2 separate regions of the Mus musculus genome follow, and region 1 is linked to region 2. The links are chromatin contacts, called in public HiChIP or PLAC-seq maps. All regions are on one chromosome and are shown on one strand. The core of a region is the stretch at or near the end of the contact, and the rest is flanking DNA. Distances in the headings are between cores, read along the strand shown. Region 1 has its middle 15 kb from the start of Arhgap23. Region 2 holds the start of Epop (elongin BC and polycomb repressive complex 2 associated protein).

What was found. HiChIP or PLAC-seq counts read pairs in DNA pulled down with a chosen protein or histone mark.
Region 1: an H3K27ac HiChIP or PLAC-seq map of extraembryonic endoderm stem cells shows a contact between it and region 2. The contact joins the enhancer-like site here to the promoter of Epop in region 2. A contact is called at or near these places in 8 of 39 promoter capture datasets (the 3T3-L1 cell line, the C10 cell line, the HPC-7 cell line and 5 more), 2 of 15 datasets of contacts at CTCF or cohesin (embryonic stem cells and large pre-B cells), 18 of 484 Hi-C or Micro-C datasets (8-cell embryo, CD8 T cells, the G1E-ER4 cell line and 11 more), 28 of 115 datasets of contacts at active chromatin or transcription factors (bone marrow-derived macrophages, cardiomyocytes, craniofacial prominence and 17 more) and 6 of 9 other capture datasets (adipose tissue, bone marrow-derived macrophages, embryonic stem cells and 3 more).

Annotation. Positions count from the first base shown.
Region 1 is chr11:97,433,143-97,436,655 of GRCm38.p6, reverse strand. It overlaps a transcript of Arhgap23 not described here. Among named protein-coding and RNA genes, the nearest start is that of Arhgap23, 15 kb to the left of the region's middle. Within about 2 kb of position 1,380, at least 374 of the 459 cell types and tissues checked have an H3K27ac peak or open chromatin away from gene starts, as enhancers often do. A contact at or near this core is called in 8-cell embryo, CD8 T cells, the G1E-ER4 cell line and 28 more, where this site is marked.
Region 2 is chr11:97,628,158-97,631,791 of GRCm38.p6, reverse strand. It overlaps Epop (elongin BC and polycomb repressive complex 2 associated protein), which reads left to right and starts at 2,076. Exons shown (of 1, transcript NM_175332.3): 1 at 2,076-3,634. The coding sequence starts at 2,511. The coding sequence ends at 3,620.

The DNA of each region.
Region 1 (3,513 bases), core at 131-2,630, 190 kb after region 2:
TGGTGCCATGGGCCAGGGTGAGACCCCTTGGAAATCTAAGGCACGCACAGTCCCTGCCAGCAGGGCCCTTGTGTCAGGAGTGCCTCCAGCGTCCCCCAGCTCCAGACTCTGGCCCAGCCAGCTGCTCTCATTGACACGGGTCAGGCAGTCCTCACACCCAAAGGGGAATCCTGACATGCTGTCAGGGGCCTGGACTTCAAAGAAGAGCAGTAATGGGTAATGGGCTGTCCCAGGCTAGCCCTCCAGGAGACGAGGGTTGAAAGCAGAGGAAAAGAAGTCTGCAGAGTCACCAGGAACCAGGGGCAGGGAGGAGAGCTGCCCAGAGCCCGAGGGTCAGGGACAGAAGGAGGGAAGCTGATAGATACACTGCTGAGCCTGAGCTCAGGAAGCCAGAGTCACAGGGCTCAAGGTCAGGCCCGCCCGCTCTTCCTTCCTCTGCTTGCTCAGCACCTCCTCCGAGACCTTAGGTCCCCGAACCGCAGGTGACCAATAGGAGCCCCCACCCCCACCCCCGAGAATTATCCATCTGGTCTCTCACACCATCAAACACAGACCCGTAGCCACCCACAACCTCACACACAGTGACAAATCCAGAGGTAGGGCTAAGGTAGCCATGGGAGCATGTGACAGACAATGCCTGCCCCCTGGCCTAGTCTCCTCCCTTCAGGGCAGTGCCTCCTGGGCCTCCTCCACCCTTTAGCCCCATTCACAGCTCAGTTCCCAGCTTCGATCGAGCAGAGGCCCCTTCTGACATGCCCTAACAGGCCAAGTTGACAAGCAGGCCAGGCAGGCTGAAGCTCCCACCCCCTCCACTGACATGCATCACATCGGCAGCGAAGCAGGGGACCCTGGGCTGCTCCAGACAGCTGGCACCAGGTGACTCAAAAGGTCTTCCCTACCTGGGCTCTCCTTCTCAGACCACAGTGACACACCAGTGATCCCTGCCCCTCTCAAAGTGGGTCATAGCCAAGGAAGAGGGAGGCTGAGGTAGGGGGCAGGGGAGTATTTTCCATGCCTGGCACCCAACCACCATCTGTCCAGGAGGGAAAGGAACAATCGCAGACAGGAGTCAGCACACAAAATGAAGGTGGGTCCAAACTTTCACCCAAAGGATGTTGGAAGGATTAAATCAACAAAAGAAAGCCTTAGCAGGGTGTGATAGTACCTGTCTGTACTTTCAACTGAGGAAGCAGGACAGTTAGAGGATAGCATAACCGTTTCAAAAACAAAAAATGAAAATCTCAGCACCGACCCAGGGTACACAGTAGGAGCTTGAAAATGCAAGCTGTTTAATATCCAGCCACGTAGCTACTCAGCTAGGCTTGCACAAGACACAGTGACAAGGCACATGCAGAACTTGCCATCATGGCCCCTCCCACTGCTGACCTACAGAGGCACCGTAGCTCCGCCCACAGCTGACCCGAGGCATTTATTGGCTGAGACACACTCCCTTCCCTCACAGGGGGAAGAAGGCCCACAGACCTGGCCTCTAGGCCCTCTGGGAATGGACAACATGAGACCCCAAGTGTGGCAGTAGAGGAGGAGTATGCCAGGCTGGCACGCGAGAGCCCAGCAGGAGGTCGCTGACGCCGAGGGGGCGGGGCTGAAGGCAGAGTCTTTGCTCTCTGTGGGAAATGAGCACTTACTGAAGAGAGGGAGCTCGGAGTCAGCCACAAAGTAAACACCCAGGCCATTGCCAAGGCAACCACAGCCAGTGTGGGTCAGGGCCCACCACAATCCCTCCACCCAGACACCCCTGCGCTGTCTTCGGTCTTCTGGGTGTCCTCTCTTCTGGCAGCTCCCTGTGAGTAAGGGCTTGTAGCCCCATGGCAGGCTGGGGTCTCTGGAATACCTGGCCTGCATCTATCTGTCCCTAGTGACAGGAGAAAGAAACTGCAGCCTCTCCCTTTGGACAGACAGCTCCTAAGGATGAAGGCTACTGCTTTTCAGAAGTGGATTTGCCCTAGAGTGCCTTTGTCCAGAGCAGGCTTTCAGAAACTGCTGGGATGGAATAATAGTTCAGTCAGTAAAGGGCCTTGGGAGAATAAGGACTCAAGTTCAAGCCCAAGCAAGTTAATAAAAATAAATAAATAAAAGTTAAAAAAAAAAAAAGCCGGGCGTGGTGGCACAGGCCTTTAATCCCAGCACTCGGGAGGCAGAGGCAGGCGGATTTCTGAGTTCCAGGACAGCCAGGGCTACACAGAGAAACCCTGTCTCAAACCCCCCCCGCCCCCCCCCAAAAACGTCCAGGTGTGGCAGTGTGTATGTAATCTCGGTGTTGTCCCAGTGCTGGGGAGGCAAAACAAATGGTTCGCTGTGGTTCACTGACCAGACAACCCTAGCCTACTTGTTGGGCTCTAGAAAAATGAGAGGCCCTGTATCAAAATAACAAGGCCTAGGTTAGGACACTAGCTGCTTATACAGAGGTCCTGAGTTGAATTCCCAGCAACCACATGGTGGCTCACAACCATCCGAAATGGGATCTGATGCCCTCTTCGGTCTGATGTCTTCTTCTGTCATGCAAATACAGTACTCATACATAAATAAATGCATCAAAAATTCATGGGGGGGGATGGGGACTTTGTGAAGGGGTAACCGGGAAGGGGGATATCATTTAAAATGTAAATGAATAAAATAATTAATAAAAAAATCAGCCAGGCAGTGGTGGCACACGCCTTTAATCCCAGCACTTGGGAGGCAGAGGCAGGCGAATTTCTGAGTTCAAAGCCGCCTGGTCTACAGAGTGAGTTCCAGGACAGTCGGGGCTATGCAGAGAAACCCTGTCTCGAAAACAAACAAACAAAACAAAACAAAATATCAATGTAGAATTACTATATGATCCAACAATTACAAACCCAAAAGCACAGAAAACACGTAAGTATTATTCACAAAAGTGTTCTAGGTCAGGCATAGTGGCATATGACACCTGAGGGGCAAAGGCAAGCAGATCTCTGAGTTCAAAGCCATCTTGGTGTACACTGCAAACTCCAGGCCAATCGAGGCTACAAAGCAAGACTTAGTCTCACAAAATAAAACAGACAGGCCAGGCAGTGCTGGTGCACGCCCCTAATCCAAGCGCTCAGGAGGAAAGGCAGGCAGAGCTCTCTGAATTCAAGGCCAGCCTGGTCTACAAAGCCAGTTCCAGGACAGCCAGGGCTACACAGAGAAACCCTGCATCTAAATAGTTTTTAAAAAAGAAAGGAAGAAATAAAGAAAGAAAGAAGAAAGGAAGGGAGGGAGGAAGAAAGGAAGGAAGATGGCTGCCTGGGACTGGAGAAGATTGACTAGGCACTCACTTCCTGCTTTGATGACACAGAGATGCCTTTTGAGCAAGATAGCGGTGACGGGTCAATGCAGAAACCACTAACATCACAGAACTAACCGTACACTCAGAAATGGCTTCCTTCGAGGCTGGAGAGATAGGTTAGCAGTTAAGAAAGCACAGGGCTCTTCCAGAGTCCAAGCTTGGCTTGGTTCCCAGCACCGATGTCACTCACGTGGCTCTCACCTGTG
Region 2 (3,634 bases), core at 827-3,326:
TTAAAACCCTTATCTCAGGGTTGGGGAGCTGGCAGCTTTGGAGTGGGAGAAGGGAGAAGCCTGGGAGCTGCATTGTTATATAATTTTCCCTGATTTATTCACACAGAGATCCACACCGTGCTGGGTGCAGGGCTGCAAATTCGAGAGACACCAGAAAACGGGGAAGAGAAAGGAGCCTCCCAGGCCAAGCTCCTGCAGTGGGCCAAGGCTGATCTCAGACATCTGTCACAGAACCTAGAGAAGAGCATGGAGTTAGATGTCTCTCTCTCTAAGCCAAAAACATCCTGCTAAGGCTTCCAACCCCCTCCCTAGTGCAGATCACCCACCTTCTATAATGTCTTCCAGATAGAGAGAGAGAGATTAAAGTAGGGTGAGGGCTCTATGGGCAAAGGAGCCTGGAGGTTAGATCCAGTTCAAACATGTGACCTGGCAGGACCCCAGAGGGACCCACCCACTTCATGACAGCTGTTCCTTAGAGGAAACCTGGGGTAGGGGAAGTGGGAGATCAGAATATTGAACCCTCTTCATCAGTAAGTCCCACTTTGAAGCTTTACCTTGGGTCTCTGCCAAGGAAAGGGTGTGTGTGTGGGGGGGGGGGGGGCCCATCCTCCCATCCCTTTCTTCTCAGGTCTTGTTTGATGTTATTTAGAAAAACAGTGTGTCTATTGTCACCGCTGGGAGGATGAGGATGCAAGCTGCATCATTTGTCCTGGTACAGAAAAAGCGATTGTACATGTTAAGTGTAGCACTCGGGAGGGTGAAGCCAGACGCTGGAGTTCCAGGCCACATGGTGGGTGAGACCCTATCAGCGAGGGAGGGAGAGCTTTCTTTTGCCCTGGCTCAGAAGAAAAATCTGTATCCCTCAGTCTCATCCTACCCCTAGTCCAAGCCAACATATAAATCTCGTGTACTTCTGCAGATGAAAAGCAGCTGTTTCTAACCTGATTTTAGGATGACGATGAATAGCCCAAAGACTCACAAATGTTTATTGTGCCGTTTGGGCAGTAGGGATATAGCAGTGATCAAGACTGGATGCTCTACTGGCCGCTGGGCTCGACTGTGCAGCCAGGGCACCAGCTCTTTCTAGACTCCGAGGAGAGGTCAGCACTAAGGAACAAGCCAGTTTCACAAATGAGCAGGCTGTGTAGGAACTAGAGGGGAAGAGATGTGAGAGATGTGTACATTATCAGAGCATGTTCTGGAAATTATTCACTTTTTGTTTGTGGATGGAGAGTAAGGTTTTTGGTCTTTTCCACCCATTCAGGTCGCTCAGGATCCAGATGGTCGAGTCCTGGGATCTGGAGGCTCCCAACGGTGCCAGCGCGTTGGAATTCCGTTAAGATGTGGGGCACTTCCATACTTCACCAAGAAAAGGAAACAAGTACGGAGAGAAAGTCAGCTTATTGTCTTCCGTGGGTGTGTCGAAGCTCCCCTTTCTCCAAATTTATTTTTTTCTTTTATGAATCTTGCACATATATAGCGAATTCCTAATCATTCACTCTACAAGCGTTTTTGTTTGCTTTTGAGTTCCCGAGTGCCAGGCCCCTGTTCTACCGGCCCTGAGCAAAGACCACAGGACACTCTTAGCAAGCGACTCCTTGCTACACCAAGCTCTTAAGCCACCGACGCTCGGCTTCATCTTTTTCCTCTACGTTGGTTTTGAGTTTGTCTCTCTGAATTCACGGAGCACCATTTTCTTCCAAAGGGCTGAAACAAACTTTCCCATTTTACAGATGCGGAAAAACCGCGACTTCTACTGGGTAAACAAGTGACTGGACCTGCGACCAGCTAAAACGATCCCAGGCCATCAACAGGCCACCAGGAGCCGTGCGTCTGGCCCCTCGCACTTCCACCCGCGCGCGCCTAGATCCACGCGTCCCTGCTCTCCGCCCTCCAGCCCAGCAGCTCCGGGTCCACGTGTGTGTGTCTGTGTGCGGAATGGGGACGGGGGCCGTGCCGCCAGAGGGGTGGGGTCTACGTGACGTCAGAGCAGCAGCGCCCAATCAGAGGCGGGCTCGCAGCCGCGGCGCTGGTATTGGGGCAGCGAGGGGGCAGTTCTCTATAACGCGGTCTCCGGAGCCAGCGGGGAAGAAAGAAGCTGAGAGGGCGGAAGGCGCCCTCCCCGCCGCTGGGCCCGGGCACCGGGCGCCGGGCCGGGGTCCTTCCCGCCGGCGGCGAGCGCCGGCTGCTTTGTTTGCCCCCGCCTCGGCGTTGAGGGGTGATCGTGCCGGGCATTGCGCCGGGAACGCGGCGGCAGGAAGCGCGACCGATCGCACCGGGGACGCGCGGGGACCCAGGAGTCCGGCCGCGGCGAGGGCCGCGTGACGATACCGAGGAGAGAGCCGGAGCGCCGCCGCGGGCTCTTGGTGGTGGGCCCCGGACGCCCGTGAGCACAGACCTCCCCGTCGACGGGGGGCGATGTTCCCCTGGCCCGCAGGCTCTTCGGGCCGCCGGGGTATCCCGCCGTTGGGACCAGGGCCCCCGCAGTGGGCGACCCCCAAGGCTGCTCCATGGAGACTCTGTGTCCTCCTCCCCGCCTGGCAGTGCCCGCTTCCCCGCGGGGGTCTCCCTGCTCGCCTACGCCCCTGAAGCCGCGTCGGGGGACCCCAGAGTTCTCCCCACTGTGCCTGCGTGCCCTCGCCTTCTGCGCCCTTGCCAAACCCCGGCCGTCCTCCCTGGGCCTGGGGCCTGGAGAGCTGGCGCCGCGGACCCCGGTGCTGCTGGGCCCCCCGGCCTCGCCATGCACAGGAGGCTGGGCCGCGGACGGCCTGAAGCACCTCGGGGGACAGGCCGGGCGGCCGAGCGACGTGAGCTCCCCGGCCCGCGAGGATGCAGACGTCGCGGTGTGCCCAGGCGGTGGAGAGGAGGAAGAGGGCGGAGGCGGCTTCCCGCACTTCGGCGCTGGTTCCTGCGCACCTCCGGGCCGCTGCCCTGCTCCCCTGCGTCCTCAGGACTCTCCGACCAACCCCGCCTGGTCCCCGCCCAGGCCAGCCCGGGGTCTTGATGCAGCTAGCAGTCCGCCCCTTGAGCCCGGCTCCCCGCCTCCGTCGCCACCTGCGGGCCTCTCCCCGGAGCCTGCGCCTTCCGAGCAGCCTGTGCCGGCCTCCGAGGCTCCAGGGGGTGGAGACCCTGCGCCGACCGCGCCTGAGGCACCCGCGCTCAGCCCCTCGACGGCAGACGCAGCACCGGACCCGCCCCGCGATCTCCGCCAGGAACATTTCAACCGCCTGATCCGCCGCTCGAAACTTTGGTGTTACGCGAAGGGGTTCGCCCTGGACACTCCAAGTTTGCGCCGAGGGCCCGAACGGCCCGCGGCCAAAGCCCGTGGAGCAGCCAAGAAACGACGGCGGCCAGCGCCGCCCCCGCCCAGTGTGCAGCCACGGCGGCCCGTCCCGACGCTTCCTACATCGAGCACCTTCAGCCTCCTTGACTGCTTCCCCTGTCCCCCAGCTCTGGTGGTGGAAGAGAACGGAGACCTAGGGCCGGCTTCCTCGCTTCGCCTCCAGGGAGACGCCAAGCCGCCGCCTGCCCACCCGCTGTGGAAGTGGCAGATGGGAGGACCCGCTGTCCCTGAGCCCCCGGGTCTCAAATCCTGGTGGGTCAACTTGGAAGAACTATGAGCGTCGGACCTCTT